Linked DNA regions of Sus scrofa: regions 2, 3 and 4 are each linked to region 1. Evidence: chromatin contacts called from public Hi-C and promoter capture Hi-C data. All regions are on one chromosome and are shown on one strand. The core of a region is the stretch at or near the end of the contact, and the rest is flanking DNA. Distances in the headings are between cores, read along the strand shown.

The links. Promoter capture Hi-C pulls out the DNA fragments that hold promoters and counts their contacts. Hi-C and Micro-C count contacts between places; a contact is called where the count stands out from the background.
Region 2: a contact with region 1 is called in a Hi-C map of liver, with 3 times the contacts expected there. The contact joins the promoter of DDX28 here to the promoter of LOC102161584 in region 1. A contact is called at or near these places in 1 of 47 Hi-C or Micro-C datasets (liver) and 1 of 2 datasets of contacts at active chromatin or transcription factors (alveolar macrophages).
Region 3: a contact with region 1 is called in a promoter capture Hi-C map of liver, with 5 times the contacts expected there. The contact joins the promoter of NFATC3 here to the promoter of LOC102161584 in region 1. A contact is called at or near these places in 1 of 5 promoter capture datasets (liver) and 1 of 2 datasets of contacts at active chromatin or transcription factors (skeletal muscle).
Region 4: a contact with region 1 is called in a promoter capture Hi-C map of liver, with 3 times the contacts expected there. The contact joins the promoter of NUTF2 here to the promoter of LOC102161584 in region 1. A contact is called at or near these places in 2 of 5 promoter capture datasets (fetal liver and liver), 3 of 47 Hi-C or Micro-C datasets (liver and skeletal muscle) and 1 of 2 datasets of contacts at active chromatin or transcription factors (alveolar macrophages).

What each region holds. Positions count from the first base shown.
Region 1 is chr6:28,193,509-28,199,293 of Sscrofa11.1, forward strand. It overlaps LOC102161584 (proline-rich protein HaeIII subfamily 1-like), which reads right to left and starts at 3,274. Exons shown (of 3, transcript XM_021094085.1): 1 at 2,899-3,274. It also overlaps a transcript of CTCF not described here.
Region 2 is chr6:28,615,039-28,620,871 of Sscrofa11.1, forward strand. DDX28 (probable ATP-dependent RNA helicase DDX28) reads right to left here and starts at 2,405. Exons shown (of 1, transcript XM_003355776.4): 1 at 423-2,405. The coding sequence starts at 2,276. The coding sequence ends at 654. It overlaps DUS2 (tRNA-dihydrouridine(20) synthase [NAD(P)+]-like), which reads left to right and starts at 2,312. Exons shown (of 17, transcript XM_005655778.3): 1 at 2,312-2,425; 2 at 4,213-4,289.
Region 3 is chr6:28,662,921-28,669,177 of Sscrofa11.1, forward strand. NFATC3 (nuclear factor of activated T-cells, cytoplasmic 3) reads left to right here and starts at 3,538. Exons shown (of 10, transcript XM_021094122.1): 1 at 3,538-4,026. The coding sequence starts at 3,924.
Region 4 is chr6:28,464,465-28,471,032 of Sscrofa11.1, forward strand. It overlaps NUTF2 (nuclear transport factor 2), which reads left to right and starts at 4,810. Exons shown (of 5, transcript XM_003126922.5): 1 at 4,810-5,093. THAP11 (THAP domain containing 11) reads left to right here and starts at 994. Exons shown (of 1, transcript NM_001246182.1): 1 at 994-1,923. The coding sequence starts at 994. The coding sequence ends at 1,923.

The DNA.
Region 1 (5,785 bases), core at 2,024-4,523:
TCCTTAACACACTGAGCCACCGGGGAACTCCCTAAGTTTGCCCTTTCTTTCTGCTTCAGTCCTCAGGTTGATAAGAGACAACTGGAATCACTTAGTTTCTAGAAAAAGGAGTCCCATGAAAATTTCCAAATACTTCTAAAATAGTCACATAAAGCAAGTACCTGAGATTAGAAATCAGAAAACTTGGATCCTGGTACTGAGAAACCAAATTATCCCTTTTCTTCATGTCTGTACCCAAACAGCTGAATGTTGCTGGAGAAAAACCACACACTGGGCCAACTGGTTTAACTTTAAACTCATGATCACAAACTTTAAATGGGCACTGATTTCACCAAGACAGTCCTCCTAGGAAAAGTGCAAGCTTGTTTTCTCTCTCCCCTGTATTTGCATCCATCTTCACCTTTGTTATCCTAATTACCACAGTAGAAGCATCCTGTTCCTATCGGGTCAGTCTGCCCAGTTTCCTTATACCGTTCCATGGATCTCATCCTGATTTAAGTCAAGCGAGCCCTTCACTCTCCTGTATCACTTCCAATAGCAAATAAAGATGCTCTAGAACCCTTTGGTTTTTTTTTTTTTTTTTTTTTTTTTGGCTTTTTGGCTTTTTGGGGCCACACCTGTGCCACATGGAGGTTCCCAGGCTAGGGGTCCAATCAGACTGTAGCAGTCGGCCTACACCACAGCCACAGCAATGCAGGATCTGAGCCACATCTTCGACCTACACCACAGCCCACAGCAGCGCTGGATCCGAGCCTTGTCTGCAGCCTAAACCACAGCTCACAGCAATGCCCTATCCTTAACCCACTGAGCGAGGCCAGGGATCAAACCCCTAGTTGTTTGTTAATCCCTGAGCCACAAGAGGAACTCCAGCTTATGCAGTTTTAAAACATCTGACTTAGTTGCCAGCACCTGGAGATTTTACACACACACACGCACACGCACAGACACAGACACACACACAAACATCCAGATTTTCTTTAAAAAAACAAAGCAAAAACAAACCCAGATCTGTCAACATTGGGTTAGCATTCTCATAATGGAACAATCAGCTCAATGGAGAAGTGTCCCCTAGATGCTGGGTCCGTTTGTTCCCCGAGATCTAAGGTAAGGAAGTAAAGAATATAGTCCTGAGTTGGATTCCCTTATGGGAACCAAAGCTCTCCTCCCTGAACCATCAGAACATCTTCCAGTCGGTCTTTAGTGAACTTTATTGTCAACTGGCTAGACTCCGCAGGTGCATAGTAAGGGTGGGAGGGCGACCGCATGGTGAGGGGCTGAAGGACTCCGCCCACAGAGAGCGTAATAGTTCTCGGGCAAAGATAAGAAATATACGTTTTAAAACACAGATTTACACCGCGCCAAATACAAAAAGCGCTTTCGGCAAAACACTGCTAGGATCGTGTTAAAGCATAAAGTCTGGCCTTCCGTCGGCCTCTCCGGGATGAAGTGGCCTGGGCACCTAAGAAGCCCTAGCCCTCTTCTGTGATACCCCGTATTAGGAGCCCTCTTGAAGGGCGGAGAGATCCCCAAAGCCACTGGGCAAGGACTGCCCTGCTCGCCGTGACTCGCGGGCGTTGGATCGTTTCTGAGGAGCTGGGAGTGAGAGGGGATCCGCCCGGCCTTAGCGGGTGGCGGGTAGCAGTGCCGCGCTCCTCTCGGAGGGCGGGTCCCGACCGGCTAGGGCGGAGACTGGGGCCGCGCCCCGCCCAAGAGCCGCCTCAGCCCCACAGCCTAGTCCCGCGCGCGCTTCCTCCAAACACCCTCCCTCCCACCCCCGCCCTTACTGATTCAGGGCGGGAGACCGCAGCTAAGGAACCAGGTCAACAGGACCGGGTTCCTGGACCGCCCAGAGGCGACGGCACCTACTCAGGAAGCCCCACCCCGCGGGTGCCCGGACATCGGGTGCCCTCAGAGCCCACGCGGGACGAGTCGAGAGCGCGTGCGGCGTGACGCGACCCGCAGCGCGTCCCGTGACGCCATCGCGCCCGCTTTTGAAAGTTGGCGCCCGGGGCTGCCTCCCATGCTGCCCTGCGCCAACCCCTCCCCTCACCTTTCCTCCCCCGCCCTCCACTAGTCGCCCGGCCGGCCCCCCCCAACCCGTCCCTTCCCTTATCAGCACCCGCGGCCCCGGCAGCGCCGACGCAGGCGCACTGCACCGCGCCGCCGCCATTTTGTGTCCGAGCCTGTGGAGCGATTAAACCGTGCGCGGAGCTGCTTCTTTGGCGGCAGCGGCGGCGGCGGCAGCCCGTGCGGGTGCGCGGAGCTGGCTAGAGACGCCGGGTGGCCGGAGCGGTGGAGCGGCGGCGGAGCGAGCGCTGCGGGGGGTGTGGCGCGGAGGTAAGGGGGCCCCGGGTGGAGGAGGTTTCGCGGGCCGCCTCTAGGTGTCACGATGGGGCCGCTCCGGTCGGCGCTGGCTGCAGCCCGGCGCCAGCGCCGCCGCCGGGGGGTGTTTGTCTCCCTCTACCGTCCCTGCTGCGGCGCGGCCGCCGCCATTGCCCGTCGCCGCCGCGGCCCGGCCGGCTCCCCCCCACCCCCCGCACTCCTCCCGCCCGCTAGGCCTCCCTCTTGACGACGCGCTAGGCCTCTGGCGGCGGCGGCTACAGAGGCCCGCGCGCTGGCGACTCCATTTTCCTTCCTTTGTCTCTGCCCTCGAGGCCGGCTCTTGGCCCGGTGGATCTCCCCGGCCGTGGCCCGCCCTCTGCCCTCCGCCCCTCCCGCGTCGGGTGGCCCCAGCCGAGAGGCGATCTCCGCTCCCCGGCTTCCGCACCGCTTCGCTCTAGAGCCCAGGCCCCCAGTAACCGCGCGTGTAGCCGGGTCTCCGTTTAGTATGGTTGTCGGGCCCTTGCCAGCGCCTCTTGGGCTGCGTATTCTCCAGCCCACCTGGTCCCTGGCACTTACCCGCGCCTTGCGAGTGTCCCCCGCCGCCTGGCTGCTCGGCGGTCGCTCCCAGTCCGCACGTCGCCGCCGCTGGTCTCCGTCTCCACCGAGTGGCGCAGGCGGCGCTGCTGCGGCTGCGAGCAGAGGGACCCCAGAGCTGCCGAGAGCTCCCTCTGCAAGGCTGGCTGAGCTGCTCGCGCCTCGACGCCGCCGGAGCGGGCGGGGGGACGCGCGCTCGCCGCCCCCGCCTGGCCCGGCTGCGCCCCCAAACTAGCTCTTCGCCCTACCCGACTGGCGCGGCCCCCCCATGGTGGGCTGAAAGGGCACGAGTTCGACAACAAGTAGTTTTTCTCGAGGCAGGGTCAGATTCCTCTTGCAGTGATAGCAGCCTGACTGCGCTAAGATCTCAAAGGGATCAAAACTTAATTTCATTCTCAAGTGACGTGACTAATTCGTCAATTCGGGTTTATGGGCTGGCTAAATTGGTTCAGGCTACTCTTGGGTTTTCCTCTTGCTTTAAAATTTAAAACATCCTGACGCTGACTTCGTACAGTTCTTAGTACCTGATGCTTTAGGGCTAGGCGAAGGCAGTTCTGCCCCGGGATTGTGCAACCTGATCTAAAGCGCCAGTAGGGCAGAATGAATTTATTCTTGACTCCACTGGTAATTTGCCCATATGCTGAAATATGAGGGTTGATGTTGTAATTGAATCCTGGGTCAGTAGTTGCAGTTGGTTTATAAATATCTACGCTTAATGTAACTACTCTTTAGTAGCTGACTTCCTTCCTGTAGCCCTGAGTTCAGCAATAAGTAAACATTCACATATGTATAGGCTTCATGCTTTCTTTGAGTTTAGATCGGCTGGGAAAGTTAAAATTTTAAACCCCTTTAGGGGGCAAAAGAGGCTAAACAGGGCATGTGTGTTAAATTCACTCTGTCCTTAAGTCTTCTTGCGTCGTTAAAAAGCTGCTTGTTGAATTATCAGTCTTTTCTTTTTCCTCAGATATTCTGGTACCTTAATACACTGGTGCAGCAGTTGATGTATCAACTTGGGTAGCTTTAGAAAGGGGAAAGTATTGATTAACTTTTGAGGGGGCAGGAAAGCTATATTAAGTTTATGAGGAAATTAAAACAGCCTGGTGCTAATAAGCAAAATTGATTGGTCTACTCTGTGTAATCTCAATCTGTAGAATTTTGCACCAGATGCCTCAACTGGGGAGTCTTTTCAACATTATGTTCCTTCTCCACAATAAAATTGTGCTAAGTAACTAAATGCAATTGGACTGTCATGCTTAGGAATAGAATCATGTTTAATTGACTAATATATTAGGCCATTTGTATAATTTTTGGCATTCTTGTACTTTTCAGTTTTACTTTCTTTTTGAAATTGTGGGTGGCAAGTGGCATGTTTTACTTATTAAAATAAGCTCCGCACAGATTAAAGTCTGCAGTTGAGTTAGGAGGAAATCTTATTTTCCCAAGTTAGCATTGTGCTCCATAGATGATATTTTATTTCTTAATTGATTTGTACCATATATACAGTCACCAGCTTTTTGGTTTTACAGATCATTTCTGTTTTTTTAATGCTGTAGATCTTGTCCACAGAGTTGCTATCCTTTGAGATTTCCTAAATGCCAAGGTCTGTACTTAGTTTTTATTGGAAAACTAAATTTACAGAAAATAAATGGAGGGAGAGTTCCCGTCATGACTCAGTGGTTAACGAATCCGACTAGTAACCATGAGGTTGCAGGTTCAATCCTTGGCCTTGGTCAGTGGGTTAAGGATCCGGTGTTGCTGTGAGCTGTTGCTTGGATCCCAAGTGGCTGTGGCTGTGGCGTAGGCCAACAGCTACAACTCCCATTAGACCCCTAGCTTGGGAACCTCTATATGCCACGGGTGTGGCCCGAAAAAATAAAAAGCAAAGCAAAAAAAAAAAAAAAGAGTAGTTGTAAAAGTTATCTTTAGAGATCCATTCAACCAACTTAAAGTTTAGGAGCTGTAAAAGTTATCCTTAATATGCATTAGGATTTTAATTAGAGTTTTAATATGCATTAGAATTTAGAATTTTGCTTTAAACACCACATGAAAATGAAGGCACCCACCAAGGACTTCTGGGGGCTAGGGGAGTTCCTTGGGCGTGGCAGAAGCAACGGCGTCTAGGGCCCTGAGGAGGACCTGTAGCAGAGCCTTGCAGAGTGGTTGGTGCCTGCTGGCAGAATGCACTTCTAGAGGCTGGTATATTGCTGCAGGGATGTTGCCGGCATAAAATTTACTTCACATTATTTACTTTGTAAGCACTGTTTAGTTTCTTTTAAACCAGAAACCTAGTTGACCATCTGTCTTACCTTATTTACCTATCTTGTTTCAGGTGACTTCGGGCTTTTTTGCCAAAAATTAGGTACCTCTTCAAATAGGTAAAATTTGTCATAATTTAATAGTTTGATTAGGAACATAAAGGTTTACAAGGAATAATGGCAAATAATATATAACTTTGAAGACCATGGTTCACAATTGAATGTGTGGATTCGGCATACCATATGTGTGTGTGTGTGTATATATATATGTTTTCTTTTTGTTTTTTAACATCCCCAGATTTTCTCTAGTTGCTATCTTCAGATCTTACCTGGCAGTACCTTTGTGCATTTTTCCACTTTTGATCTTATTTTTAGTCACCCTTCAGTTTTCAGGGACATTCCTTTTGAGCCATGTTAGTGACAATATATCATCTCCAATACAAAAGTGTTGCTTGGACTAAATTCACTAATTCTCTATGCTATTATAAATTGCCTTTTCAACAGAGAAGATATTTGTTTTTTTCTTTTTTGCTTTTTAGGGCCGCACCTGTGGCATATGGAAGTTTCCAGGCTAGGGGTAGAATCAAAGCTGTGACTGCTGGCCTATGCCACAG
Region 2 (5,833 bases), core at 1,155-3,654, 420 kb after region 1:
GAGATAGTGAGAGGAGGCCATAAGCTTATTTTGCCAGTTTTGTAAAAAAGTTTAATCTTCTCTCCTCCTCTGCCACCAAGAGATGAGAAAGAAGGGAGAGCTGGAAATGCACACCTAGCAATACCCCGTGTCAGTCTGCCAGTACTTCCCAGACAGATTTCACCGAAAGTGCCTAAGCTTGCCATTGTTGGTGAAGAAGATGTTTCTCTACTGCTAGTCACATCCCATTCTCCTCTTAATGGTTTAGTGGATGTTTTGGGGGCAGGAAATAAAATCTAAACTAAAACATCAATTCAAAGAACCTTTATCTTAGGGGTGGAGGTTTGGAGTGTAAATCTTCTCAGAATACAACAAATTCTGCCCCAGTGGAAACTATCACCAAGGGATGCCTACAAAAACATCACTATTGTTAGAAATCATGATGTAATACAAAGCCAAAATCGACTTTATTTTTCACATGAAAGACCACAGACAGCCACGCTCAGCAGTTCACCTTTCAGTGCTGGCCAGGAGCTTTATCTTCTGAAGCCAGAGAGCAGCCCAGGCCTTCAGGAAGGGGAGCAGGCTGTCCAGAGCGATGACTAGTGTGCTCACCTACCCAACACACACAGGTAAAGATCCCTGTTTTGGCATCATACTAAAGCCGGCTGTAATCAGGTTTGCTGAGGCAAAGGCTCTCTCACTGAGGACCCTAGTCCTGGAAGGCTTCTCCTCCGGCGGGCTGCCAGCTCAATCTTCTGAACCAGGCTCACATCCCAAGGGTGGGTCACAAAGCTGATGACAGTGCCTGGCACCTTGCTTCCCACACGGCCCACCCTCCCTGCTCTGTGGATGTAGTCTTGCAGGGTAAGAGGGAAATCATAATTGATAACTAGCTCCACCTGGGTGCTGTCCAGGCCCCGAGAGGCGATGTCTGTGCAGAGAAGTATGTCTTGGGAGCCCCTCTGGAAGGACTGGAAGATACCTGCCCTCATTGAGGCTGGCATTTGTCCCTGAAGTCTTAAGTGTTGGATTTTGTGGTCATCCAGAATATATCCCAACCAGTTCACAGTACTGGAGCTATTACAGAACACCAGAACAGTTCCTGCGGACCCAGTCCTATATGCTCTGTCATGCTGCTTGAGGATCTGCACCAACTCAGTCACCTTCTCTGCCCCCTTCAGCCTCATGAATGTCTGTTTGACATGAGGCATGATGCAGTGGAGCTTGGAACTGGTGATGGTGGTTAGAGAGTCTAAGCAGGCAGCTTTACTCAGCAGCTGGCTTACACCTTCAGGAAATGTGGCCCCTACCAGCACTAACTGAGCTTTGGGATTGAAGGGGTCTTTTAAGTCAGCTGGGCCTTCTGCTATGTGGCTCTTCTCCAAGATGTAGTCCACCAGTTCCAGAAAGCTTTCATCCAATAGTGTGTCTGCCTCATCCAACACCAAGAAGGAGAGCTGCTCCAGGCTGATCAGCTGACTTTTCAGGCCCTTCCACAGAGCCCCCGGAGTGGCCACTAGTACATCTGCTGGAGGCTGTTTGGATAGTTGCAGTCTGATCCTACTCATGCCATGGCCTCCCCCTAACTCCCGCACCTGGAGGCCCAAGGAGCTGCCCAAGGGCTGGGCCACGGCCCGTACCTGTTCAGCTAATTCTCGAGAAGGCACAAGAACCAGGCCTCGAGGAGCAGGGATACGACAGGAGTCCAGGCTTGGCTGGCCCAAGAGCCGCTGAAGCAGAGGTAGCATGTAGCCAAGAGTCTTGCCACTGCCGGTCTCCGCAGCGCAGAGGATGTGGCGGCCACCAAGTAGAGGGGGAATGGTACTTGACTGAACGGTTGTGGGCCGAACGACTTCGGGAGCAGCCTCTTGCAGTGCGCTCAGCACGCGGGGCTCCAGACCCAGATCGGCAAAGCTGTCCTTGGACGAGAGGTTCCGCAACGCTGGGGCCTCCTGTTGCTTGCGCTCGATTGAGAAGTGGTCCTGGCGGGCGCGCCGATTCTTCCAGCCACGTGAAGCGAGTGGTGCGGGCTCCCAACGGCCCAGCGTGAGACGCGCGGGCTGGTTCAACTCCGGCCGCCGCGCCGAGATCAGCAGCTGGCCAGGTCTCACCAAGACCGGCCGCGGGGGGCCCTGCTGCCCCCTCTGCCGCTGTTCCTGACGCCGTTGTAGAGCCCGCGGAATGCGCACCACTGGCAGGGGCTCGTCGGGACCGCGGACCGTTAGATCCCGTCGAGGCGCCAGATGCAACCGAGTCACGAGCGATAACAGCCGAAGCTGACGTGCTAGAGCCATGGTCCCCGTGTTGCCGGAGAGGCGCAATGCAGTGACGTCACAGATGCGCCAAGGCTTTGAGGACGGTGGCTGACGCGGCTCAGTAAAGCGTGCGGAATAGGCGAACTGTGAGGAGCGAGGAAAGATCTGTAGAGTTCAGCAGCTGTAAGGTCTGTAGGCCCAAACCGGGGGTGGTGACGTCCGGGCTCGGGCCAACCGTGGGGAGAGGTGCACGATTGAGGCAGTACTGGGGTTCGGCGTTACGAGGCGATGAGGTCCTGGCATTACGAACCAGGAGGGCGGAGGACTTCTGGCGGTATGATGTCCGATCCCTGCGATTCTTCTCTGTCGCCTTCAGAGCTCCTGTGATATCTTGTCCAGTTATGGTCTCCCTTCTGTAAACTCCTAGGGTGCGGCGATGTTTTCCCAGATGTGGTCTCCGTGTAAGGTCTTTTAATACAAGTAGTTAGTGAGAGTTTGAATGAATGATCAGGCCAGGGGACCTAGATTAACTCTTTTCCACCAGGCCCTTGGAGAGCTGAGGGCCCAGAGAGCAATCTGATGGCCTTCAGAGTATCCTCTCTTCAGTCTTTATTTCAAGAGAACTCATTTCTTCATACTTTTCCCCTTCCTCTTCAGCGGTGGTTCACTCTCCACTCCTTTGTCACCCTTTCCAACTTCTCATCAAGAACCCACTACTTCTTCAGTTAGCTCGCTCACCTCCACTGGCTTCCCACTCACCTTACCTAAATTACTTGACTAGTAGTGAACCATGTACTGCTACCAGTATGTGGTTTGTCTCACAAAGCCATGGTCAGACAAAATATTTTACTTAAATTTAGTTGTTCAGGTTGCAAAAAAGCCCTACACTGTTGGTACTTGAACAGATCCAGAAAATGGGTGTCTGATCATTTCTGTAGTCTTCAGTGCCTGGGGTAAAAAGATAAGGTAAATGTAGATAAAGCATCTGGGTGGTTCCTAACTTCTGGAGAATGAGTTGTAGTATCATCAAATACCATTATAAATACTATTAAATTTCAGATAGCGTTTTGACGCACAATTAAATTTTCTGGAGAGTTACCTGTTAAACCAGCAGAGGAGAAGTTTTGGGTGAACAAGATCATTGGATAGAGCAGTGGCTCTTGACTGAGGGTAATTTTGCCCCCACCTTTCCCCTAAGACATTTGATAATGGCTGGAGACATTTTTGTCACATCTGGGGAGGTGCTATAGGCTCTTCCTTTGGATAGAGTCCAGGATGCTGCTAAATAATGATCAGGACAGCTCCTTCCAAAAAAAGAATTATCTGGCTCAAAATGTCAATAGCGTGCTGTTGAGAAACTTTGGGTAGAGGATGAGGACTGAAGAGAGGCTGAGGTTACCACATGTGCTTTCATTTCAGGTAGTGACATTTGCCAGACTCTTGTGTGGTCCTGCTCATTCTGTAGCAGGCATATTTATGCTGTTGCTTATCATGGCTTTGGGATCAGGAAACCTCAGGAAGGCCCTGCAAGTCATAAACACAGGAAGGAGTGATTCAAGAGGGTGATGCTGGAGAAGAGAACTTTAGGGAGAGTTGTCCTCATGTGTTTGGGGAATGTGCCGGATGGCAAAGAGATGAGGTATGCTGTGGGGATGTACCATTCTAAAAAAGCAGACTGGGTCTGATGCGTGACAGGGAGTCAGATTCTGAAAGATGGCTGTAGCAACTAAAATTGTGCAAATCTGTCTTGAGAGTGCTGGGGTTTTCTGTCATTGAAAGGTTCATATACAGGCTGATTACCACTGATGGTGATATGCTAAAGGGAGTTCATATAAAGGATGCTCCAAGATGTGATTCCACACTGCTTTTATGATTTTTCTAGGAACTCAGAGCTCCCTGTTCCTTAGCTGAAGAGCTCCTTGGATGTCTGCTCTGACAGATTTTATCCATTGATGTGTGCCACTGTTTTTTTCAGATAGTAAACAAAGAATTGCTTTGCACCAAGCCAGAACAGACACATTGAAGGAATTATCTGAAAAAAATAATACATAGGTATGTATTTACATTTGACTTTTGTCCAGATATTTGGGACAGAGTAGCTCATTAGTGGCTGCTTTCTCATGCTTGAGCCCTTATAATGGGATTACCTCAAAAATATCACAGGGATGGGAGTCTAAGTCTGTCTCTGTCTCTGTCCATGGGCCCTAGATTCTTCTTGTGATTTCTTTAGATACTGGTAAGGCCCCTCTCTTTTCCTCTTGCTCACAGCAAACACTGAGTAACTTATAGTTGCTATTGAGATATATATTTTATAGCATAGTGCTTTAGAAATAAGGCAGGCTTACTTATTGTGGAAAAAAGTGTAAGCTTCTGGGTGTAACAATCTCATTTGGTAATATTTTGCAAGGGCTGCCATGGTAACTTATGTTGCCTGGTTACTCCCTAAGTTTATTTTAATTTTTATTTATTTTTTTATTAAAGTATAGTTGATTTTACTCTCTAAGTTTTATTTTTATTTTTAGGGCTGCATCCGCAGCATGTGGAAGTTCCCCGGGTAGGGGTTGAATCAGAGCTGCAGCTGCCAGCCACAGCCACAGCCACAGCAACAACAATGCCAAATCCGAGCTGCATCTTCGACCTATACCACAGCTCACAGTGACCCCAGATCCTTAACCCACTGAGTGAGGCCAGGGATTGAACCCACAACCTCATGGTTACTAGTCAGATTTGTTTCCTCTGCACCACAGTGGGAACTCCTGTTTTGTACAAACTTAGTAGAAGATGCCCTTAAGACATCTGAGTGTTTTTTTTTTTTTTTAAATCTTTTGAGGGCCGCACCTGTGGCATATGGAAGTTCCCAGGCTAGGGGTTAAATCAGAGCTGTAGCTACTGGCCTATGCCACAGCCACAGGAACGCCAGATACAAGCTTTGTCTTCGACCTACATCACAGCTCACTGAAATGCTGGATCCTGAGCAAGGCCAGGGATCGAACATACTGTATTAATTATTTGTTATGCTTCTTTTTTTCTCTTTGCCTGTTTCCCCACTGGAGTGAAAGCTCTACCAGAGCAGGACTTTTTGTCTGTTTTGTTTTCTTTTTCTTTTTTTGTGTGTTGTTTATCTCTTTAGGGCTGCACCAGCAGCATATGGAGGTTCCCAGGCTAGGGGCCGAATTGGAGCTACAGCTGCCAGTCTGCATCATATCCACAGCAACTCGGGATCTGAGCTATGTCTGCCACCTACATCATGGCTCATGGCAATGCCGGATCCTTAACCCACTGAGCAAGGCCAGGGATCGAACCTGCAACCTCATGGATACTAGTCGGGTTTGTTAACCACTGAGCCACAACAGGAACTCCTGTTTTGTTTTCTAATGTATCTTGAAAGACTAGGATAGTGACTGGCACAGACTAGACACTTAGTAAATATTAGTTGGATTTATGAATGAGCATGCATTATTTTTATGATCAGAGAAAAGGAAAACAAGTGCGTTAAGTGCTGCGTTTTGGAGGAAGAAGGAAAGCCTGCTCTGGATAACAGAAGAGATTTTCTTTCTTTTTTTTTTTTTTTTTTAATTTTTTTGATTTTTAGAGCT
Region 3 (6,257 bases), core at 2,288-4,787, 470 kb after region 1:
CTCACTTTATCCCACCTAACTACCACCTGCCCTGGTGTCAAAGTGACCTGACCAAGACCTGGGACCAACTGGAGGGCCCAGTCAGGACTGAAAGCTCCATTCACTGTTCTCATCATGCCCACCTTAAACTCATGCCACTTAGATGCCAAACCCCTCTCAGGGGTAGTAGCCATCACACTTATCCATCAGTCCAGCCACTTTGATTGACGACTTCCTCTTAGCTTATCACATTCTGGGGACAAATGGTTTAAATATGAGCATGAGAAGGAGGGATAAGGCTGGAGAGGGCTGGCAGGTCTTCCGAAGGCCACAGCAAGCAGATTGGACTTGGTGCAAAGGCAAGCAGGGAATCCCTTGCTCCTGCAGTCCTGCCCGCTCAGTCCTTCCAGGTGTCACTCCTGCTCAGAAGTCTTCCCTGGCTCTCCAGTGCCCTCTGGATCAAGTCCAAACTCCTTGGCCTAGCATTTGAGGACAGAGTGCTGACCGTGTATTCTCAGTGCCATGTGCTGACTCCAGCAATCTACTTTCTTCACTTGTAGTTGGCTGGCATTATTGCCTCTGCACAGATAGGGAGCTGCTCATTGGCAGTCCTTGTGTCCCCTTTGGTCAGTCTGGATGTTGGGGTGGGGAGCGGGCACAGAAGAAAAATCAAATAAGAGCTCGTGGGGTGGGGGTGGGAGGGGGAATGTGTGGTGTGGAGAGAAAGAGCTTTTCTAAACTCTGACTTTCCTCCAAGGCTTCTATTCCCCCTAATGTGGAACTAGGGGGGCTGGACTGAGCTTAACTAGACCATCCCATGGCTCAGAGGCCACAGGAGAGCCTTCAGTCATGGGGGCTCAGAGCCAAGCTTGTGAAGCTTATGAAAGAGATGGTTTTCCCTCAACTTAGGCCTGGCTGGCATTCACACAGGAGGGAGAGGGGCTGGACAGAAATGCACGCAGCCTGTGTCCACCTGCCTGGCCCAGTCTGGGCGACTCTCTATTAAAATGGGTCTCTGGGCCTCCTGGCTTCGCAGGGTTCTCAGAGGGCTGGAGGTGGGTCATATGGTCTCCTGCCATCTCAGAAAGCTTTGGAGCTGGCCTGAGGAAGAGCTTCTGAGGGAGGTCTTGGCCTTAGCTAAGGAAAGGGAATGGGGAGTGTGTGTATGATGTGTGTATATTGATTCGTCACAGCTTGCAGAGTTCTCAGCCATTGCTGCCTTTCTCACAAAGGTGGTGACATTCTTGCTGCAGTTGGTGCCCACCCCTGCCCCAGCCCTTATCACTCCAGGTTAGGGTTCTCAGTTTCCTCCAGAGCAGAAACCTTCCCCAAGTCATGGCCCCTTTTATGTGTTCTCCAGGTGCACGGTGGCTTGGAACACAGAGGCATTGCTGACCATTTAATGAATGGGTGGGTTTTTCAAGCCATCTGTAGTTTCTGTAGCCCCTTCCCAGTGCTGGGGTGGACCTTTCTATGGTCAGTCTTCCTCTTGCCTTTCCCCTCAGTTGGCTGAGCCCCTGGTTCAGGTAAAGTCATATCTGGAAGCAGAAGGCACATTTTCTCTCTCCAGATGACAACCTGGGAGGTATTATGGGGAGGTTGGGGGAACACATCCTGAAACTGCATTGTTTTATGAGGAGGAGGATGTGAACTGGTGAAGCTTCTGGGGCCTTTTACTATATTAAGGGTCATGTTACATATAGACCAGCCATCTCCCTGGGCAGAAGTTTGCAGTTAGTGTGGCGTTGGGGCTCTAAATTCCACACTTAGGTCTTCAAAGTTGAGATCCTGTGAAGGCAGGACAGCTTATTGGAAGGATATTTCACCTACTTAATGCCATTCGCTCTCTCTCCTTGACTACTGTTACCTTCTGCTTCTATCCTCTCCACTCAATTCAGTGATTCGTTCAGAATTCTGAACATGGAAGTCTGCTGCTCTAAACCCTTTCATGGCTCCCCACTGCCCTCAGGAATAAGTCCAGATACCTTGGAGTGGCATGCAGCACTCTGGCCATTCATCTGGTCTTACCTTTGCTTTCTGTTCACTGCATATACTTTCTGGTCTCTGAGTCTTTGGATATCTGTTCTCTGCAGGGAACCATTGTACTCCTTGTCCATCTCTCCAAATACCTCCTAGACTCTTGGGAAGCCTGCAGCCAGGGGGATTATGTACCTTCTCTGAGCTCTTGGCACAGCCCTAATCTCTGCACAGTGATTATAGCTTTGCTGGCCTCCCCTCCCTGATGCCTGAAGGGAGATTAATTTATCTGTGTCCCCAGGACCAGCACAGGTATGAGTACAGAGAACAGGGCAGGAAAAGTTTTATGACCTCAGGGATGAGCCAATCCACGATAAACGTCTCAAGTGCTCTCTCTGCATGATCCCAGTCCTCCTGACCTTAGGCCTAGTTGGGCTCTCCTCAGGGTCCCCTGGTAGCTCAGGTTGCCAGTCCACATATTGAGACATCTCTGCACTCTTCTCCAGGGCCTTTGGGATATGTTTGGGCTCTTGCACCTACACGCAAGCTTCTGAGCCACAGCACCCTGGTTACTCTGGCAGTGCACTTTTAAGGATGCTATGCCCCTCCGGGCCTGGAGCTAGGGGAGTTGGTCTCTGCCACCTCTCCCTGCTCTCGGTCCACCTTGTGCCTAAGTAAACAAGCCAGGCTCTGCGTCCCTGGGCATGGCCTCCACCCCAAGCCCCAGGAGGAGACGTCTTGGATCGTCTCAAGGGAAGACACGCCCGCTGGGGAGAGGCCGAGAGTGAAAACTGTTCTTCAGACAGTGTAATTTCCTCCCCACTAACGCGGTTCGACCAGCACGATCTCTCTGACTTCCGTGGATGTGCGACAAGATGCAGAAGACACGGAGCGCCTTGGGTGGTGCGAGTTCACCACAGGCTTTCCCATTCAGTCTGCCTGACTTCCAGCACGGGACAGACCTTGCTCATGGGGCTTTGCCGAGGCCTCGAACGCGCCGACTGTCCTGGAGGGAGCAGCTGCCAGGTTGGGTGGTGGGGACAGACAAAGACTCATCCAGCGGAGCAATGGCCCCGCCCCCCAGGGGTGGGTCTGTAGCGATGGATAGCTCAGACTTGAGACTCGCGCAACCCAGGTCTCCTCTGGCTCCGCCCCACCTTAGGTGGAAGCTCGATCCAGTCCCTGCCTTCTTCAGATTCCGCCATTGAGCTTGGGGTGAGGGTATGTGACATCCACGTACCCTCCCGGGCGCTGATACCTTCCCCAAACCCAGTCAGCAAGAATAACCCTACAGTTGCTCGTCAATGGAACCATAATCCCAAGGCTCTTGTGCTCCTTCCACGACATGGGGTCTGCCCAATAAGGAAAGGGATCTTCTCCGATTGGCTGGTGGTGGGCCCCTCAATCCAATTACGTTTTGGACCCCATACCGCGGTGCCGGGTCCTATTTCAGAAATAGTTGAAAGAATACAGGCCAAACTACAAGTCCCAAGAGGTAGCAGGGCTAGCTAGCGCTCCTTAGTCACGTGACTTCCTTCTGCGGGACTGAGTCACGCGGTAGGGCAGTGAGAGGGCGGGGCCGTCGGGCTAGCCCGCGAGGCCGGTGGCCTATGGGCTGCCAGGTCAGATGGGCGCTCGGTAGGGGGCGGGGCCGGGCGCGCGGCAAGGCGCGGGAGCGCGCCGGTGGTGGTGGCGGCGGCGGCTGTGGGGGGGGCGGGGAATATCGTCTAAGGCGACCGTGCCAGCTTGGGCACCGACGACTGGCGGTGACGGGGGTTCCTAGGGTGTTTCGGCCCGCGGCCAGTATTAGAGTTCGGAACGAAACGCTCGGCGTCGCGGTCCCCGCCCGGAAAGTTTGCTGTGGAGCTGCGACCTCCTGGCCGGCGCGGCCCGGCATGAAGCGGCGCTGAGGAGCCGCCGCCGCTGCCGCCGCCTGAGGAGGAGCCGCAGCACCCTGGGCCACGCCGATGACTACTGCAAATTGTGGCGCCCCCGACGAGCTCGACTTTAAACTCGTCTTTGGCGAGGACGGGGCGTCGGCGCCGCCACCCCCGGGCTCGCGGCCTGCAGGTGGGTGCCGGGCGGGGCGAGACCGCAGAGCGTCTACTCTTCTCGCTCTCATGAGCTCGTCCCCTCCCTATTCCTTTGGTTGTCCCAGGTCTGGTTGTCGTGTGTGTGTGTGTGTGTTGCTGAGGAGGCGTGTAGGTCGCAGCGACGTGGAAGTGGCCGCAGCTTGGCTGGAAGCAAACTGGAGGGGAACTCGACTCCGGGACGCTGTGGCCCCTGGACGCCCGGGGTTTGGAGTCTGAGGGTCCGGGCTGCTGCCCAAGTGGCGTCTGGTTGTCGCTGCTTTGCCAGCGTGGTGCGGAGGAAATGTCCCTATGAAGTGTAAGCAGGCTTGGTTTTTCGTCTATTCTAGGTTTTAAAAACAATCTTTATTTGAACGATGCGCATTCTGGAAGTGTAGGAGTTCTCTAAAATTCCAGCACATGTCTGTTTAAATCTACTTTGGTAGGAGAGTAATGCCTTAGTGTTAACGTCGACTTGTGCAAGTTTAATATGGCCCACATTTAATTCGAGCTGTAACTATAACGGGACTTTTCTGAAAACGATTTCTTTTCTTGAGCAAAGTGTTTCAGAAAATTTTAAGAAGTGGAGTACCTTGTTCGTAAATCTCCTAGAAAGTTCTGGAAGTACATTTTTATTTTGAGAAAAAGCTCACCTCACAAGATGTTTTAAAGGAGATCATGAATTGTGAAGAGTGGACACCATAATGCTTGGAGGTCAGACCAATCAGGAAATAGAAACAGGATGGCTGGGGACTTGGAGCTCTCCTGTGACCTGGTTTGGAATACTGTGGTTCATTAAGTTCAGTTTTCCTATTGCATTTGCAGGCGAATTTCAGAAGGAAGGTGGATATGTCTAATCTCCATTTATTCTTTCCGGGTATTAAGCGAATTACTTCATGTTGATATTGATGCTCAACAGACTGTTCTGTAGGGTTGCACTAAAAAACACATCTGAATGTATGGCATAAGGAAGTATTTGTATTATCAGTCCTGTTAGTATTTATATGTTAAATGTCTTTTTCAACGTAATAGTTTATGGTAGTAGTTATTTCTCGGTTGCGTTTATTTCAGTTCCACTGACATCATCTGAGCAGCAATTATGTTGAAGGTATGTTAGGTACTTTGTAGTGTTATGATGGATGCACATAACCCAAATAACTGTTACTAGACTGACTTGAACGGTGATGCATGTTACAATAGTGGTAGAAATGGGAAAAGTGGCATTTGTGGGAAAAGTAGCATTCAGGACTCTTGTTTGAATGAGTATTTTCATCATGGAGAAGATAGTTAATGATGTAAGCAAACTTTTGGAACACAAACTTGATTAGAGCACATTATATATATACCACATACATGATCAATAAAGATGTTGACCAAACAGGAGAATATTAAATGAGTATCATCATGTAAGTAGGAGCTGTATATACATCTGAAACAGTACGTAAATGACATTTAAAAGCTATGGAAACAGCTTTTTAAGAAATTTTTGCCATAGTCCCTGATCCCAAACCATTTTGATATCAAAATAGATCTAGGGATTAAGGTTGAACTCCCGGAATTTGCAAACTTAAGCTTGAGCAGTTTTATTTGTGACAAAAAGTTCACTATACAATAGTCTAGTAGCTATTTTTTGATAGATTTTAAAAAATTAGAGTGAAATACACGTGACATAAACCATTTCAAATTGAATGATTCAGTGGCATTTAGTACATTCACGATGCTGTGTAGCCACCACTTCTGTCTAGTTCCAAAACATTTTCATCACCAGAAGGACACCCCAAACCCATTAAGCAGTTGCTCCTCATTCTCCTTTGTCCCCTCCCAGTCTCTGGCAGCGTATTCCCTGGTCTGGGTTCTGTCTCTGAATTTACCCATTCTGGATATTTCATCTAAATGGAATCATACATATGTGACCTTTTATGTCTGGTTTCTTTCACTTAGCGTAGTGTTTTTGTGGTTCATCCATGTTGTAAAACGTAGCAGTACTTCATTCCTTTCTATAAGTGAATCATACCCTATTGTATATATATTCCAGTTTGTTTTTTCATCCATTGATGGACAAGAGCTATTTCTACCTTTTGACTATTGTAGATAGTGCTGCTATGACTACCTAACAGCTAATTTTAAAATTCTATTGAAAAGGTTGTTATGTATTCAGAACTAAGATTTCCAAGTTATTTGGAAACACAAAATTAGTTTTCTTTTTTCTTTTCTTTTTCCTTTTTTGTGGCT
Region 4 (6,568 bases), core at 3,560-6,059, 270 kb after region 1:
GATTTCTGTGATAAGACATCCATTAGCGTGCATTCACATTATTTTATCCAAAAGATGGACCCTTATCCCTCTAGATAGGCCAGGTCTGTCCGGCTCCGGCAGGGTTTCCTATTCCCTGCACTGTGCTCCGCGAACAGTAGGCGCCTAGTGATGACTATGTTTAAGTCAATAAGTGAGTCAACAAAAGCGGCGGCTGAGTCGAAGAGAGCCTCCAACACAGACAAAGGGACTCCAGAGGTTCTTTTGGGGCGCTGAGATTTAGGTCCCTCCTCCCCTCCCCCGCAGGAATGCAGCGGACTCAGCGGCCCAGCGTTGGATGACTGCTTCCGGCTACAGCACAGTGTCCTCCGAATCCTGGTCCGCTGTAACCAGACCGCTCCTTTAGGCGGCGCTCCAGGCCGCAGCCGCCAAGTTTAGCGCAAGGTATTGAGGGATTTGTAGTTTTCCTGGGCACATGCCCTCGGCGCATGCGCACTAGGGAAACACTCACCGCCCGACCCTGCCCCCCCCCCATCCGCTTCAGGATTCTGGGTCCTTAAGAAGGGCGCTCCAAGAGTCAGCGTTCTAACCAAATAGGTCTCTCTGCTCCGCCGAGGATAAGCCGGGTAGGGGAAGAATCTGCTCTACGTGGGCTGTCGCAGTGCCCCGGAGAGGGGCCGGAATAATCTCGCCCCCGCTCCGGAAGTGAGCTGCTTCTGGCGCGGTGCATTGTGGGGGGCGTAGTCCTCCTTATCAGGCGGTCCTTCGCGGCGTCCCCGGGGCCCACTCCGGAGCGCAGGCGGGCGGCTGGGCGGGTGGTTCGGCGCGGGCCGGCGGGAGGCGTATTCTGGGCACGGGACGCCGGGCCAGGCCGGCTGCACCGGGCGGCAGTAGTGGGAGGCCGCCCAAGGCCTCGCGCGGCGCCGCCCGTCGAGGGGCGGGCGGCGGCAGATAGACCCGGCCGTCGAAAGGCTCTGGAGGCCGGTGGGCCGGGCCGGGCCGCGCGGCGCAGCCATGCCTGGCTTTACGTGCTGCGTGCCGGGCTGCTACAACAACTCGCACCGGGATAAGGCGTTGCACTTCTACACGTTCCCCAAGGACGCTGAGCTGCGGCGCCTCTGGCTCAAGAATGTGTCCCGTGCTGGCGTCAGTGGGTGCTTCTCCACCTTCCAGCCCACCACAGGCCACCGTCTCTGCAGCGTCCACTTCCAGGGCGGCCGCAAAACCTACACCGTGCGGGTCCCCACCATCTTCCCGCTGCGCGGCGTCAACGAGCGCAAAGTAGCACGGCGACCCGCGGGGGCTGCAGCCGCCCGCCGCAGGCAGCAGCAGCAGCAGCAACAACAACAACAGCAGCAACAACAACAGCAGCAGCAGCCGCCGCCGCCGCCGCAACCGTCGCCGTCAGCCTCTACTGCCCAGACGGGCCAGCTGCAGCCGAACCTAGTGTCTGCCTCTGCGGCTGTGCTCCTCACTCTTCAGGCCGCGGTAGACAGCAGCCAGGCTCCTGGATCTGGCCAGCCGGCGCCCACCACTCCCACGGGAGAAGACGTGAAGCCCATCGACCTGACGGTGCAAGTGGAGTTCGCGGCCGCAGAGGGCGCAGCCGCCGCAGCTGCTGCGTCGGAGCTAGAGGCTGCTACAGCGGGGCTGGAGGCCGCTGAGTGCCCCATGGGCCCCCAGTTGGTGGTAGTAGGGGAAGAGGGCTTCCCTGATACTGGCTCCGACCACTCTTACTCGTTGTCATCAGGCACCACGGAGGAGGAGCTCCTGCGCAAGCTGAACGAGCAGCGGGACATCCTGGCGCTGATGGAGGTGAAGATGAAGGAGATGAAGGGCAGCATCCGTCACCTGCGTCTCACTGAGGCCAAACTCCGAGAAGAACTCCGCGAGAAGGATCGGCTGCTGGCGATGGCTGTCATCCGCAAGAAGCACGGAATGTGAACGAGTCCCCCTACGGCCTTCGGGATTCCTGGACTCCTACCATCTTAGGGGGACCTCAGGCCACCGCTGTTGAACTCTCTCATATTTCTGGGACACTGGTTAACAGTACTGAGGCTTAACTGGACTCTTGCTGGTGACCTGGCACCCTCTCTTGTTTCCTCCTAAAGGAAGTCTGGGACCTCAGACTACACTGGTGACACCAGCGATTATGACTTTGTCTACTCCTCCCCACCTTCACCCCCACCTCCAAGTTTATGTTGCAGGTTCTGGTTAAGCAGAGGCTTCAGAACCACTGAACTTGAAACTTATACCCTAGGGATGCAGGCTGGATGCCCAGGGACTGTGGGTTTGGGAAGACAACACCTTTGAATTTGGCCAGCAATCAGAGAAAAGTTACCTGTGTAGTGATAAGAGATCCAAGTAACATCAGTTCTACTTTTTGTGCTTTTCCTTTCCAGGTGTACCCTGTAACTCTGATTGGAACTGGCAGATCTGTGCCTCTGCCTCCCAGAACCTCCTTCCCAGGAGGCCGTCTGGGTGACTTGATGGATATCCAGCTTGCCAGGGACTTAGGTCTATACTGTTATGTTTGCTACTGGTTACAAATTCTATTTTCTGTACAATTAGTCAGACTAAAGTTTTCACTGTGTTTGTTTGGCAAAACGAATTAAACAGAAAGTAAGGTTTTTATTTGGGTTTCGCCATTTTATTTTTATAAGGACTCAGCTAAGGGTCCCCGAAACATGGGGAGATGGGCTTCCTGATAGGCCTCTATTTTTTCCATCTTAGGTCTCAAGGACCAGTCTGACCTTGAAAGTAGAGATGCTTCAGTGACCAGGTTTGTCCACAAAGGGTCTCTAAGTATACAGATCCTGGCCTTATAAGGTCTTCACAGAGTTCCGACTCACCCCAGAAAGTTTGGAAATTTCACCAAAATTATCCTGGTTTGTCCATGGGAGGGCCCTTGTGTTCTTTCATCTGGGAGAAGGAACATGTAAGAACTAAACTGAATTGTGGCAGCCCACTTACATGAGGGTTTTGAATTCCTTATGAATTTTCAGGTGGAGTTGAATTTTGCTCACCATTATAGGTAGTCCTTAGGCCTAGTAAAGTGTCTGGCACACATGGGAATGCAGTTACTAGAACCATCCATGGACTCTTGGACAAATAACTTTAACCTGGGTACACTTTCATTGTGAAGGAGGTGGATCCATAGAGGACTTTAACGATAGGAATTGGGATTTGTGACCTCGACTCATTTTCTTGCCTGTTAATGTCTTTTCTTAGATTGGATATTATAGGGGCAGAATGACGTTTTTATCTTTAGTTCCAAGTACTTTAGCTCAAAGCCAGTTCCAAATGCCTTTAAAGCTAGCCATGTTTCTATAGGTGTTGGGGTACAGCTGGACACTTAACTAGGTTTCATACAACATTACTCCTTTCTCTGTTACAGAAAATGCCACTTACCCTGAGGGCTTTCCCTGTGGCTTCGAACTGGAATGACTCAAAAATGTCCCTTTAGATTCTGCTCTTTTCTTGGCTCCTTGGTACTGACATCCCAAGTCTCTGGTGAGGAGGACGGGTGGGGCACAGGTTGTGCCTAGTTACAGAAGGGATTGTATCTCTTGTAGGGTTAGTTCTGGCAAGTTTAATGTGGTAAAAGCCCAGCAGTGCTGTTCCAGGCCAGTTGGGACTGAAACCCTTTGCAAGCAGCTAATGGATCAGTTTCTTAACTGTCCCTGCTCTTCTTCACTAGGAGTGAGGATTTTCCCAGGCTCAACGTGGGTTCTTTAGTGTATCCTTAAGCTCCTGTTTGTTGAAAGGACTTACACTATTTCTGCTTTGGCTTACTTGAGCCTCTCAGCAGCACTCTCAAGACAAGGTGAGGGCCAGATTCTGGCCAGGACTGTCCTGTATTGGATATTGTGAGCGCTCAACCTAGCAGGTATTTCAGCTTCTGGGGAAAGGAAGAAAGCTGAGCAAAGGAGGTCCTAAATACACCACAAGCAGGGCAATGCAGTGTCTCAATGACTGAGTAATAAGACAAGAATCTAGTCAGGCAAAGTTAATACAGATCTGGGATTTAAAAAACAGAAACCTGGCCTAGTCTTACCAGCCATTCCAAGGAGGAAGGGTGGGGGTAGGAGTGAGGATCTGTGAAGGTGTAAAACTCTTCTGGAAGAACTAAGAGTACCGCAAGATCACTGTCCAGGAGAAGCCTTGTAGCTGTTTTACCCCCAGGTTAGCTGCAGAGAATTTTCCCAAAAGGCTTACTTCAAATGTATGTGTTGCCCAGGAAACGACGAAAATGGGCATTGAAAGAAAAGGGAAATGGGTGGGAGAGAGAGATTGCAACTTCATCACTTAAATCATGGGGAAAGTTTGAGCAAACCAGTTATTTCTCTTTTCTTATTAATAAAATGAAACTCAGTTGCCCTGCCTGCTCCAAAATACCCCTTGAGAATGTTTTGTAGACGCTAACTGTAGAAATCTTAAGAGTAATCTTGTCTCTAGTTAAGCCCCACTTGGTATTTGAGTCTCCAGCCCAAGAAAGGCCTCTCCTGCTTGAAATCGGCTTTGGGTCCAACTGGCACTAGGCAGGACGCAAGTACTGGAACAGAAGCTATGGGTTCCACCCCAGCGGGCCTTAGAGCACCGCTCAGAAAGAGTCAAAGGGGTGGCCAGAGCGCCAAAGGGGAGGGGGTTTTGCAGGCGGAAACAGCTCAGGGGCCCAGGGAGGGGCTGCTAGGCCAACTTGGGGCCAGGCCCAGATCTCACGGAGGCAGGGCCAACACTGAACTGCCGCGCAATAGGGGCGGTGCCGGACCGGCTGGGACCTGGCGACAACAGAGCCCTGACCCCAGCCTGGCGCCAAGCTCGAGTTGTTCCAGAGGCTTCCGCTAGACCACAATTCTCAGGGGCTCGCCCCGGCAGCCTCCTTCCCTGACTTAGTATCACCTCCCGCGCTCCGGGCCGTGTCTGGGCCGCAGCGCATAGGACGTCGGGAACTGTAGTTTTCTCCCGGCGCACCTACGCCGGAAAGGAGAATGGGGGGACTCCGTTTCCCAGAGTGCAGCGGAGTGGCAAGGGAAGGCAGGGGGGAAGGGACAGTCCGTCGCAGACCGCGCTAGGTTGCCGCCGCCGCTGCCGCCATCGTGCCAGCCCCTCGGGTGAGTGTTGGGGCTAGCGCTCCGGGGCTGGGGCTGGGCCGCAGGAGCCGCGCTCCGGGTCGCCTGGAGCCTCCGCAGCTAGTCCCGGGGCGGCCCCTCCCCTCCCCTCCTCCCCCCCCCCCCGGCCGCCCGAAGCCGCGCGGGGCCGGGGCCATGTGTCGAGCGCGGCTCCGCCTCCCGCCGGTCCTCTGTGGCGGCGGCCGGGGGAAACACAGAGGGACAGCCAGGAACCTATTTCGGGTGTACTCGTGCGTGTGGCGGGCACACCCGATTGCGCCGGGGCTAGTTTTTTTTTCTGGTCTGGACCACCCAGATGGGGCTCTCTGGGCCCCGCCCTGTCTGGCCTATCTCGGCCTGCCCAAGTCCCGCAAACTCTGCCGGCAGGCTAGCGGGCCGACCCGAGCCCCACGTCCTGCTGCCCCCCTGCCGAGGATCCGGGGATGGGCAAGTGCCATCCGGCCCGCTCCGGAGTCAGCATTGGGTGAGGGCGCCCACCTGCCGCAGCTCTACCCTCACCCAGTTCACAACCATAGTTCAGCTGGAATATGGGTGAACACTCCCTCGCTTGTTTGCCTTCTGAGGGTGCACGAAACCTATTTCCCATTCTGGAACTCAAGCAAAGGTTCTTCTCCCTAGAGGGCAAGATCAGGGAATCTGGAACAGGAGGGGGTTCCACGTGGGACAACACCCCCAGCCAGCCTTGGAGGATCTGGCCCGAAGTGATGAGGCGGCTCCGGACACCCTCAGCCCCTTCCCTGGCCCTTCTCTCTATCGGTGACCAGGCCCCAGCGTCGGTGGGTTGGCCAGCTGTGTTAGTGGAGGGAGGGAGGAAGGAAGCGAGGGAGGTGAGGCTGAATTTTTGAGCCTCCAACACATTGTTAGTTCTCTTGGGCACAGTCTAATCCTTGCATCTTCCCCTCCCAGAGTCAGCTGACCTCCTCCCACAGAGGAGGATGATTCTGTAAGAATGATAACGATAAGTTGGGGCTTAATTGAGGGGAAAGTAGAATCTGGATCTGAGGTCTATGAGCCTAGTGCCAAGCAGGAGGCTGGGCTGCAAGCAACATTGGGCATGGGGCACATTTGGACTCTGGGGCTCAGATTGAAACTCTGTCAGGCACAACATTGTAAATCAACTGTACTTTAATTAAAAAAAGAAAGAGAAAGTGTTAGAGTCTTTTGAAGCCTAGGTGGCAGAACTAGAGCTGGGGGCTGCACAAAGTCAGGCTTCCCTCACTTGCTTGCTCACTTTTCGACAGCTGAGCCACCTGTGAACAGGCAGGAAGCTGGTTGGGCCTGCGGAAATTGCCTGTAATGATGACTCCAGAGACTCCATTGAGTTGCGGGAGAAGGGGAATATCTAGCCATAGAATAGTCTTCTGGCAGGGTTTGTAAAGGCACTCTTGGTTGAGTAGTAAGGGACAAGTCCAGAGAAGACCATGGAATATGGAGAAAACATAGTGTGTCAAACCTTG